Linked DNA regions of Mus musculus: regions 2 and 3 are each linked to region 1. A link is a contact called in public targeted proximity ligation data. All regions are on one chromosome and are shown on one strand. The core of a region is the stretch at or near the end of the contact, and the rest is flanking DNA. Distances in the headings are between cores, read along the strand shown. Region 1 holds the start of Pcgf5 (polycomb group ring finger 5). Region 2 overlaps Gm32081 (a long non-coding RNA gene). Region 3 overlaps Gm32027 (a long non-coding RNA gene).

The links.
Region 2: a contact with region 1 is called in a targeted proximity ligation map of pancreatic cancer cells. A contact is called at or near these places in 4 of 130 datasets of targeted methods (cardiomyocytes, extraembryonic endoderm stem cells, pancreatic cancer cells and 1 more) and 3 of 9 other capture datasets (adipose tissue, embryonic stem cells and liver).
Region 3: a contact with region 1 is called in a targeted proximity ligation map of trophoblast stem cells, with 10 read pairs. A contact is called at or near these places in 3 of 484 Hi-C or Micro-C datasets (embryonic stem cells, reprogramming fibroblasts and trophoblast stem cells), 7 of 130 datasets of targeted methods (the NIH/3T3 cell line, bone marrow-derived macrophages, embryonic fibroblasts and 3 more) and 1 of 9 other capture datasets (embryonic stem cells).

What each region holds. Positions count from the first base shown.
Region 1 is chr19:36,407,969-36,412,013 of GRCm38.p6, reverse strand. It overlaps Pcgf5 (polycomb group ring finger 5), which reads right to left and starts at 2,266. Exons shown (of 10, transcript NM_001368691.1): 1 at 2,105-2,266; 2 at 1-58.
Region 2 is chr19:36,206,409-36,210,453 of GRCm38.p6, reverse strand. All of the region lies in intron 1 of Gm32081 (a long non-coding RNA gene), which reads right to left. Among named protein-coding and RNA genes, the nearest start is that of Gm32081, 24 kb to the right of the region's middle.
Region 3 is chr19:36,240,395-36,244,439 of GRCm38.p6, reverse strand. All of the region lies in intron 1 of Gm32027 (a long non-coding RNA gene), which reads left to right. It overlaps Gm46664 (a long non-coding RNA gene), which reads right to left. Exons shown (of 2, transcript XR_001782714.1): 2 at 1,117-1,497. LOC115489009 (a long non-coding RNA gene) reads left to right here. Exons shown (of 3, transcript XR_003952857.1): 2 at 2,196-2,248; 3 at 2,977-3,414. Among named protein-coding and RNA genes, the nearest start is that of Gm46664, 6.4 kb to the right of the region's middle.

The DNA.
Region 1 (4,045 bases), core at 1,017-3,516:
GCCTGAGCGCAGGTCACTGAGCATCACTCACTCCTTTTGGCGGTTCTCTTTCTCATACCTGTTCCCAAAGTCACAGAGAGAAGGCATCACATTTCTTATACTGCATTTAATATCATTAACAGTACATTTTCAGGGTCAAAATGTGATGAGCAGGACACAACCTTTATTGTAGAATTAACCTGTAAATCTACTCTCATTTAATTGAGAGTTACCAAATTCACCCAGTTATGAAGCTTCAATTACCACTGCAACTCATGGCACCCAAAGCTGCTGAACCCAGTTAAGGCTGCTCCTCGGCAGTACTGGGCTTTTACTACCTGCTTGACTTCCTATCAGGAGCCTCTGCCGATACAAGCGACCAAGTCTCACAACTGAAGTCAGCAACCCCCTACCAAAGGGTCTCTATTTCCATTCTGTACTCTCCGTCCAGTTAACAGTCAAATCAACATGATGTGCATGTCCCCTCTTCAGACAGATACCCTCCGGGCAGGGCATCTGACATTCTGCTATCAGGTTTATTCTATTTATTTATTACAGTTAGTACTTCTCAAATAGAAAAAATAAAAAGTCGGCGCTTCCTCTCTGTAAACAGAAAAAGCATGTAAGGTTTTTAGCCTGTCCCATGAGATGTAAACCACATTCCTAATTGGTTTCCATTGCAAACTGACTCTAACCTTTCCTTCAACACTTCAGGTACACTGACAGGACCACTCTTCCCACCATATAAACTCTGCAGGCTCCTATCTTCTGTCCAACATGCCTTTCCTCTTCATCACTGCACCATCCTTGTCCCTGTGTCCCTCTCTGACACTATCCTCACTGTAATCCCTATTTGCTAATGCTTACTTCTCCCCAGTTACTTTTTTTCACTGATTTAACATTCATTCATTCATTCATTCTTATTTTTCTGGGCTGGGTTTCTTATAGCCCAGGTTGGCATACAACTCCTGGTTTAGAGGGGATGACCTTCAATTTCTGATCCTCCTGCCTCCTCCTCCTTTAGCATGCCGGTAATACAGGTGTGACCCACCACTCCCAGTTTGCACTGTGACAGGGATCAAACTCAGGCACAGTGCATGTTAGGCAAGCACTCTACCAAAATTCATTCTTTTTTTCCTCTATTAGTGAGAAAGTTCTAACAGATACCAGCCACAGTTAGTCTCAAGTAGCTATTTATTTCATTGCTTTATTTGTAAGATAAAAATAAGAGCTCCAGCGACCTAGAAAGGCGATGATTAAATGAAATAGTGAACAGTGAAAACTGAAGAAATGTCATTAATTCTTCTTAGAATTTTACTAATCACTAGCTTGTTAGGTTATTTAAAAAGTTTTGCAAATTCCCTACAAGAAAGATGACCTTAGAAAACAATGAAGATGCTGATTTCAGTAGGTTCATCCTACACGAATCTCACTCATTAGGCAGAAACTTTTCCACTACCTTGGCTGTTAACACATAGGCGAGTATAAAATAACTGGAAAAGTCTAGAAGGCATCATTCCAGCAGCACACCCTCACTGTGAACGTTCAGGGTATAAGCTCGGAGCGTCTACTCCTTGGGAAAATAGTGTCAAGGATATGACAGAAAGTGTAATTTAATTAATTGCAATGTCGGGGTTCTGGCCTTCGTGACCTTCAGCAAAGCATTAATATCCTCGCCTGGGTCCCCGCTCCTCTCTCGACTTTCCCTTGCTCCCAGGACTTACGTGAGCGCTCGCTCGAGGCAAACCGGTGGGAAACGCAGTCCCAATCCCAAGCCCAGAGCCCTGTCACCCCGACACGGAAAGGAAGCGAGCGCTTGCGGTGTCGCGCGGCCGGCCGGCGGCAACTTTTCCGCGTCAGCCGGCGCGGGTCCCGGAGGTTCGAGCCCTTCACCGCCGGGCAGGTGCTCGGCTCAGGAGCCGGGGCTACTCGCGCGGGGACCACGGGACAGGACGAGTCTCCGCGGGCCGGCCGCGCCGCCCCCGAGCGCTGCCCCGAAACCCCGCGCGCCCGCCCCGCCCCCGAGCGGCTCCGGCTCCAGCGCCCGGCGCGGCAGGTGTCTGGGGCGCCGCGGCCGCCGGCGCAAACTTGGCGCGCGGCCGGGCCGCCCCCGCGCGGTACCTACCCAGCGGCCGCCGCCGCTCTTCAGCCCGCCGGCGCGCCCGCCTCCGAGCCCGGGAAAGCGAAAGAGAAACAGCGCCCGCCGCGGCCTGTCTGGTCCCCCGCGCCCTGTCCGCCCTCCCCCAGCAGGCGGGAGCGCGCGGGCTCCGCGGGGCCACTCGGCTCTGGCGCGATAGGGCGCGGCGGGCCTCGGGGCCAGGCCGGTGCCGCCTCCAAGGGCAGCTCCACCCACCTCCAACCGCCAGAGCCGCCCGCCTGCCCGCAGGCCACGCCTCTCTCGCCGACCACGCCCCGTCCCCACGCCCTTTCCTCGTGGGCCACGCCCCTTCCCGCCGGCCACGCCCCCAGCCCACGCCCGCCGGCTCGTGCTCCTCCTAGGCGCCTGGGACACCCTGAGTGCCCTGCCCCCCACCCTTGTTGCTCCTGTGTGACACGTAGCTGTGGCCGAATTTTATCTCCGTTCTTATCCTCGCCATCCCTCTCAGGGTTGTTTTCAGTCTTAACAATGACCAGTACGCTTTGCCTGGCCGGTTCAAAAGCAATGGTCAGCGTTGAGCACTGAGTCACCTCACTGAATTTTCTCCTTGGGGCGGTGAGATGGCTCAGCCGGTAAAGGCACTTGAAGCCATGCCTGAGGAGACTTGCTCAGTCCTCAGCATTCAACGGAAGGAGAGAATGGACAGAACGACCCCTGCAAGCTGTTCTCTGACCTCTATAGGTCAGAGGACAAACTCACAAACATTCATATAAATAAATATAACTTAAGACATCGAAGAACAGTTTCATAGGAGGCATTGTTCTCCACACTGGACCCACGAGGCCGTACTGGACATGAAGACACTGGCTTGCAATGAACCTTATTTAGAAATCACCATTGAACTTGTAGCAGTATGATAGGTCTAGCAATCAGAATCACTGACAAATACAGGTAAAGTGGTAAAAATTTATTGCTGTTTGCAAGGTTCAAAACAAACAAAAACCCCAGTGCTCTTTCTAGTGGACTTTGAGACTTCGGAGACACCATTCATTAACAGAAAAGGAGGATTCCTTGAAAGGTGACCTATACTCCTCTCCTACTGCTTTCCCCAAACTCATAAATTCCTACTGAGCATAACTTAGACCCAGTACTTCACTTCTTAGAAGACTATAATCTAGGATCCCTAGGATCCTAGGCAAAGCAAGGTAGCCATCACTTACTAACCAAATATCAAAGGAGAATTCTCCAAAGCGCAAGCTGCAAAGTAACCTTCAATCTTGCACACCAGAAAGAGAATCAGGGCTGCAGTTCCAGCATCTCTTTTGTACGAGCCAGAGCAAAGGTGGCTGAAGAATTCGGAGAGAATGCAGAGCATTCGCTTTATCTCCTCCAGACAGGCAGAACCTCTGGCTAGTGACAGATTGCGGAGGTGACTTCAAGAACAAAACAACAATCCAGGCGTGCACAGGTGTCCAGAGATATACCTCAAATTTAAAATGCACGGGGCAGAACAGGATGCCTTTAAAACTAGCCATTTTTATAACTAAACAGGTAAATTAGATGCAGGTAAAACAAATTCATTTGAATATCGCTGCAGGAAGAATACAGAGCTTTAAGTGATTATAATCCTCTTAAGGACCCCTTTTTGAAACTCCGACTCAAGGTTGGGATGACTTCTGCAAGACACAGTAATTACAGTAAGCAAAAGAAAACAAGTCAAGTGACTGTAGGCTTCATGTCTTTCATACTGAATGTATCCAAATGAGAAAAGCCAACCTATTTCTAGTATATTTAAAATAGGCAATGGGGCCAGGCAGTGGTGGCTCACACCTTTAATCCCAGCACTTGGGAAGCAGAGGCAGGCGGATTTCTGAGTTCGAGGCCAGCCTGGTCTACAGAGTGAGTTTCAGGACAGCTGGGGCTACACAGAGAGAAACCCTGTCTCGAAAAACCAGAATAAAATAAAAT
Region 2 (4,045 bases), core at 1,079-3,578, 200 kb after region 1:
GAAATTGCCATGCTGTAAAGGCAGACTATAAAAGCAGAAAAGCACACAAAACTACTACTGTGGCTTTGCCAGAAATCACATATGTACTTGAACAATAGTTTCTTTTGATATTCACAACAAGCCTTTACTGGCAATCAGAATCATTTTTACTTAAAAAAATCACTTGATGAAGCTTCAAAGGTATCAAGAGAATTATTAAGATAGTTATCTTTAACTGGGTTCTCATGTCTTACACGGAAAGACCTAGGATTTGAACTCAGGCCCGGCTGTTGCCAGAGTCCTTGCTTTTTCTGTCTCAGCAAAGTCTACTGCAGGGAACAGCACACACTTTATGGAGAATGTGACATTTCTACTTAGCCTTGAAGCATGGGCTTGGAGGCGGATTGAGGACAACAGAGCCGTATTGGTTCAGTGCAGAGGGAGATGAGGGGGTTAGAAAAACCAGAGGACAGTACAGGTTCAGAAAGAGAGGGAGGAGGCAGAGGCAGGCGGATTTCTGAGTTCGAAGCCAGCCTGGTCTACAGAGTGAGTTCCAGGATAGCCAGGACTACACAGAGAAACCCTGTCTCGAAAAACAAAAACAAAAACAAAAACAAAAACAAAAACAAAAACAAAAACAAAAAAACAAACAAAAAGAAAGAAAGAAAGAAAGAAAGAAAGGAAGGAAGGAAGGAAGGAAGGAAGGAAGAAAGAAAGAAAGAAAGAAAGAAAGAAAGAAAGAAAGAGAGTGAAGAGAGAAAGAAAGACAGACGTGTGAAACACACAGATGGGACAATGATGGTATCATATGGTATCCAATAGCGAGTTAGAGTCCAAAGAGAGAATGCTAAGGACTTGGGGTGGCAAGCACACAGACTAAAAGTGCAGTAACCATGACTTGTCTTTACACACAGAACATACTCCACTAATGTCGCTGGCTAGTGGAACTGTGTATTTAGATAACACTGTTTTTGTGACTGTCAAACATACAATTCGGGTCCATATGTGTGCACGTATGCATGTATGTGTAGGCAAGAGGTCATTGTTGAATTTCTTCCCCAAACGCTCTGTCCTACATTTTTTGAGACAAGGTCTTTTGCTGAATATGAAGCTACAATTTGTGCTAGTCTGGCTGTGCAGCAAGCCCTGGGGCTCCTCCTGCCTCCTCTTCTCCCATGCTGGAAACGCAAGCACATGTAGCTGGCCTGGCTTTTATGTGAGGGGTGGAGATGTGGATTCATGTCCTCATGCATGTGTGGTAAGCACTTTATTGGCTGAGGCAGCTCCCCAAAATTTCAATTTTTAATAACATATATGAATGTGTTGCTTCATAGGTTGGGTCATAACAATCTTTACTGTTTAAATTTTCAGATAAAAAGCTCAACCCTCCCCTTCCCACCCCCCCCAAAAAAACCCCAAAAAACAAAAACCAAAACTCAACCAACCATCCAACTAGATACTCCTCTGTACTTCAAAACCTAAGGAGCCTGGCCTTCAAGATGGTGAATTTTCAAATTCCGCAAGTCAGTCCTTTCCCCATGAAATGGGAGCTCCAAGCTGGACACAAAGAGACCAATTCTCCTTCCTCATGAGGTATAAGAGATTGAGAAACTGATCTACCAGACTGGTAGTGGGGCCAATTAAAATTGAAAAAAATTACATTTCTCCTAGAGATTATTAAATAGTGAATTTTCAGTCCAGTTGTGTCCCCCTGCCTCGTTGTCACTTGTGCTGGCAGAGGAAGGACACATCATCTAGACCTTATTCACAGGTCTGCTTTTGACGTGTCTCAAATTTAAATGAATGGAGCCAGTTTCTCTATTTCTGGTGATTTCCCTGTGCACAGCCTTGCTGTCTGCCAGGGCTGCTGGGAAGGGAGAAGCTGGAGGAGTGAGGATGCTTAAATAAAAACAGTTCTATTTTTGGCACACTTTAATGACAATCCTGTCTAAGAAATATTTTTTCCTACAATGCCTTTCCATCCGGTGTCATTGAAAGTGTTTGTAATTCCAGCGAAGGGCTGTGGCACTGGATGCTAATCAATGAACGGCTGGTGTGCTTTTCTATGAATGTGGCTCTTTTTCTTTCTTTCTTTTTTCATTTTTTTTTTTTTTTAATATTTACCAGTGACAAAGATGTGTTCTTCAGCCCAGGCAATGTTACCATTCATGCCTGGCTAATAAAGGAAGAAATGCCTGGGGAAGCTCACCCTGGTGGCAGAGGGGAGGAGGACCTATTTTAGGTCTTTGGGATATTTTATTGTCTTCGGGCCTTCCCTGTGAGTCACAGGATAGAAATTTGAGGCAGAAGTGCATCAGCGTCTGGGCTGAAAACTGTTTGGGCTGCAGTGCTGGAGATGTGTGTATGCATTCCTTGCTTGTAGGTTCTGGCTGCTTCCTGCTCAGTGCGCAGGGATGCAATGCCTGCCTTCTGTTCCTTTAAATTCCTGTAGTTGGACGTTGTCAGGATTTAGGGTGGGGTCAGCCTAGGGTCATTTTTAGCCCCAATAAAGGTCTGTTTTATTAAAAGCCCTCTGGTCCCTTGCCTGTTTACTGCTGCCCCGGGACAACACTTCCTTTATCTCTTTCTGGCTCACTCCCAAAGAAAGCAGGGAGACTCGCTATGGCTTGGAGTCCAGTTTCCATCTCCAGGCTGGGCTTGTGGGGTTTGGTGGCTCAAAATGAGCATGTGCCGGAGCACAGCATGTAGGATTGAATTTCACCCCCACTCCATACTCTTAGTGTTTAGAAAGAAATGATGAAGTTTCCGACTCATTCTGTTGAGCAGTTTCTTCTACGTTGTGGTTTTTTTTTTTTTTAAACGGGGTGCTATATGATGTCGGTCAAACATACTCCCTCCCTTCTGGTGACCACACAACTTGTGTTAGAGCTGACAACCACATCAAACCTTCCTTCCCCATACATCCATTAGCTCGAGTATTTCGTCACAGCAATGACAACCTGACTAACACATTCATGAAAGCTGTATCTTGCTTTTACTTAGAGGCAGTCAATCTGGAAGTTCCCTCTAAGATGTGGGGAATAAAGGCTGTGAACATGGAGAGAGGGTAGCTGGGGACCTGGCAATGGGAGCTGTGATTTTTAGATGAACTCTTACCAACGTTCACACTCGTGAATCTTACCTTGACACTCACTAAGCTAACATGTGAGGTCTACCATAGAGTGGACCATCTTCCACGTGGTCTGTTTGGTAGAGGAGAGAAAGGTAAACGCTGGCTGGAGTGGATGCAAAAGTGGAACTGGAGTGAGGAAGGAGGACATATTGTGGGGTAGAGGGGCGAGTAGATAAGAGCTGGTCAGGCTGGAGATGTGTGTGGGGCGGGGGATCATCTAGGGCTTCTTGTGGTGAAGTCAAGAGGAAGATGACACAGCCGGGAAAGGACAGGAGGGATGGCCCCTATAGGGGATCCCACACATCTTTATCCGTGTAGACGTCTGGCAGGTGAGATCCAGAGTCATGAAAGAGGTGAAGAATTTCCAGTCAAAGCTACGTCTCTTGCTGTAGTTTGTATCTGGAACACCCTCTAATGGTCGCACACTGAAGTCTTTGTTTTCAGCCCTTGACTTTATTTGGGAGACTGTGGAATCTTTAAGAGGAGGGCCTGTTGGGAGGATGTTCGGTCAGTGGGATTGTACCCTTAGAGGGGATCTAGGGTACCGGCCTTGTCATTCTTTCTCTTTGCTCCTCAGCCACAACGAGGGAAGCAAATTCTTCTGGCCCGTGCTCCCACCATGGCGTCTTGCCTTACCAGAGGGCCCAAAGTCTATTGAGCATCCATTAAAATCTCTAAAGCCATGCCCCAAACTAACCTTCTCTCCTTATAATTTGGTTGCCTTGTATATTTTTGCAATAGTATGGTGTGCTAACAATTCCATAGAGGGATTTCTTAGCATAAAAAGGAAGGAAGACCCTATGAGAAGGGTTTATAGAATGTGCATAGTTCTTAACCCAGCTTCCAAGTAAAGCACAAAGGCCTGGTCCTCTCTTTCTTCCCCAACCCTAACAGCCCAGTCTTCACTTAGGAATCCAGGACATTTTCTGGCCT
Region 3 (4,045 bases), core at 605-3,104, 170 kb after region 1:
ACACAAGGAACGGTCAGAACATTGGTAGACACACGGGTTCTAGGAGCAGCCAGAGCATTGTGCACCTCTATTATTCTAAATAATGAAATCTATTTTGCCAATTTCAGGGCTTCTGTGACCTTTTACATTCTGTCAAGATCTCTCAATTCACCACCAGATGGTCTGTCAGATCTTAAGGGAGAGTGAACAAGAAGTGTTGGAATTAATGAATTGTGAACAGGGCTTACGGTTCCTTTTGCATTGCTCACACAGTGAGTAAGACCACACTGTGGTACAGCTTGTGACACAGCAAAACAGAAGGAGAGGTAGGCTTACATACATAAAGTCAAAGTGAAAATATTTCAACTATATCCATTCATTTAGTGAACATTCCATTAATACGTATTGACCATCTGCGCTTTGGGGAGTTCTGCACTAACTTGTAGAGATGCTGCCCTGAAATAATCAAGGCAGATTAATTACTACCTGACCTCATGGACCTAAGGATCTCAAAACTACAATGGGGCTCTGATAACTGTCATTGCATTTCTGCTGAGGTCCAGGTAATGCTGGTGGCCAGTCATAGAGAAGTCAGTCTAGTATACAGTCATGTACAGTGCACACTACTTCATAATAATGACTACACTGCTGGTCTATATTTATTATATACATTGTGTTATTATTTTAGAATGCTTACTTACTAAAATACGTTTATGAGCCGGTAAGATGACTCAGTGGGCAAAGGCATCTGCAGCCAAGCCCGAGGACCTGAGTTCGATCCCTGCAAACCACATGCTGTAAGAAGAGAGCCAAATCTAGAAAGTTTGTTTTCTGACCTCCAGATGCATGCCCTGAAACATGCCCGGCCCTCATAAATAAATAAAAAAATTAAAGTATACTGTAAAGCACGTATAGCATGTGGTATTACACCAGCAGAGAACTTATACATCCCATGCTTACCAAGTTGTTTAATTGTATCATTTTCTGTTGTTTGATTTAATCTCATTTTAAAATTCCATAATGCCCTGGGAGCCAAGGGCCTCTGTGTGTGTGTTGTAAGACCTTAGTGGTGGAGGGGCGGGGGGGGGGGGGTTCAGTATGCTTTGTGATTTTCACAGAATAACAACAATCAGCCAATGATGTAGTCTTAGTTTTCTTCCTATTGCAGTGCTAAAATGCTGACCAAAAACAGCAAGGGAGGGAAGGGTTTCTTTCAACTAACACTTCAGGCAATAGTCGGTGACTGGATGAGGTCAGGGGAGGAGCCCCAGGCAGGCATCTGGAGGCAGGAACGGAAGCAGAAGTCAGAGGAATGCTGCTTACTGCATTGCTCTTCATGGGCGTGGCTTGCTTAGTTATACAACTTAGAACCTCTGCCCAGGAGTGGCATTGCCCGCAGTGGGCTGGTCTCTCCCACGTCAGTCATTAATCAAAATGCTGTCCACAGGCCACTCTGATGGAGGAGGTGTTTCTTCAGTTGAGGTTCTCCTTGCCCAGATGACTCAAGCTTGGGTCAAACTGATCAAAAAACAAAACAAAACAAAACAAAACAAAACACCGCAAGCAACACAAATGAGTGTTTCAGAACACACTGAGCACTTCTTTCTAGTTGGGGACCTTATTACTAGTTCAGAGGCATGAAATTGTTCCTCTGGGGAAAAGCCAATATTCTAGCCCATGGAACAGTAAATCTTTTAGGTAAACTGATATACAGTAGCTGTGCATTCACCTATTCCACCTCATATAATTTTAATAACTTTGAAATAAATGCTACTGTAAACCAGACAGACACCTGCATTCTTTGGAGTGCAAGGTTATCAGTTAGAGAGGTTGGGCACACCCCTTCCGCTTCCCTTGTGGTTCTCCGTTGTCAGGGTGACTTAAAGACGTGAGGCTGTCTCAGGGCAATGTGTGTCACTTAGAAGATCTTGTGTTTACTGTTTTAAGGTAGGAAGGAAGACAAAGCTACTGGCCCTTCAGGACATCTTGACTTCTTTTGGCTTTCATCCTAAGGTTGTTGGTTTTTTTGTTTTGGTTTGGTTTTATTTGTGTTTTTTTTTTGTTGTTGTTTTTTGTTTTTTGTTTGTTTTTTTGAGACAGGGTTTCTCTGTGTAGCCCTAAGGTTGTTGTTGCTTTGATGTCAATCCTCAGCGCTGCATGAAATATACCCTAATTTGACTTGGCTATCCAGCACATGCATTCTGTTTTCTTTCTAGGTCAAACCTTCCTTCGCTGACCTATGCACTATTTCCAGTTTCATTTTTTTATTGTGAGTATCTTTTGTTAAGAATAAGCATTATGCAATGTGTGCTTAGTCATGTCTATATGTGTGTTCTTGAGGTATGGGGCCATCTCATTATGCGCATCTTCTCTTTAAGCAAATGAGTGTTTCTTTATGTAAATGAGCACCTCTGTATATAAATGAACATTTCTTCACTATCCCAATGGGGACTTTAAAGGAGTCACATCCCCAACCCACAAACCCCACAGAAGTGAGGGTCAAATTTTATAAACATTGCTTTTCTCACTGGAGTAACATACGCAGTCCAGCATTTTTTCAGAAGTTGAGGAAGGAGCAAGGTACTTGATGGATAGAAGTTGAGGCAGAGTGATTTAAGGCCCATTAATAATTTTCATCTAAGACATATAAATTGTAACACTTGCATTGAGTTCTATGGAGTTCACCTATGGGATAGCTTCGGTTCCTAGTTAGCCTCGTTGCCAATATTCTTATGAAGGTCGGAGCCCATAGATTCTCATTAGATAATAAGATGATGGCTTACGCAAGTGAGTGTAAGAATTGTTTTTCTTGTCCTTCTGGTAACCTGGTTCTGTGAAGCAAATAATGAGGTCTTAGTAAATTGGTCTCCGTCCAGGGTTGAGGCCAATCCACATTAAAGGGCAACTTAGTCTTCTCTGTTGCTATGCTAAACACCATGACCAAAAAAACGACATGGGAAGGGAAGGATTCACTTGGCTTACATGTTCTCGTTACAGTGGATGAAATCAATGTGGGAACTCAGGAAGGGGCAAAGGCAGAAACCATGGAAGAAAGCTGCTTCCTGGTTTGTTCTCCATGGCTTGTTCTTCTTGCTTTCACATACCACCCAGGACTATCTGACCAGAACTGCTTGAGTCTACTTAAGTCACTTCCCAATCGGTAGTCCCGACCTTGGCTCCTAGCCACCCGCTGCGTCCTGCTGGCCCACCTCTTCCACCTGGGCAGCGGAAGAGTAGCCAAGCAGAAGAGACCCTGCAGCCTACCTTGCTCTGGCTTCCGGTCGCCCTTGGAGAGCGGCAACTCATTGGCAGCTTCGCCTAGGTCAGAACCCTACAGATTGCCCACGGATAGCACCCAGTATGAAGAACAGGGCTACTGCTTCCAGGGGAATGGGCTCTCCCACATCAATCATTAATCAAGAAAATCTCAAGAACTCAAGAAGATGGACTCCAGAAAACCAAATAACCCTACTAAAAAATGGGGTACAGGGCTAAACGAAGAATTCTCAACTAAGGAATAACGAATGGCTGAGAAGCACCTGAAAAAGTGTTCAACATCTTTAGTCATCAGGGAAATGCAAATTAAAACAACCCTGAGATTCCATCTCACACCAGTCAGAATGGCTAAGATCAAAAATTCAGGTGACAGCAGATGCTGGCGAGGATGTGGAGAAAGAGGAACACTCCTCCATTGTTGGTGGGATTGCAAGCTTGTACAACCACTCTGGAAATCAGTCTGGCGGTTCCTCTGAAAATTGGACATAGTACTACCAGAGGATCTAGCAATTCCTCTCCTGGGCATATACCCAGAAGATGTTCCAACTTGTAATAAGGACACATGCTCCACTATGTTCATAGCCGCCTTATTTATAATAGCCAGAAGCTGGAAAGAACCCAGATGTCCCTCAACAGAGGAATGGATACAGAAAATGTGGTACATTTACACAATGGAGTACTACTCAGCTATTAAAAACAATGAATTCATGAAATTCTTAGGCAAATGGATACATCTAGAGGATATCATACTAAGTGAGGTAACCCAATCACAAAAGAATTCACTTGATGT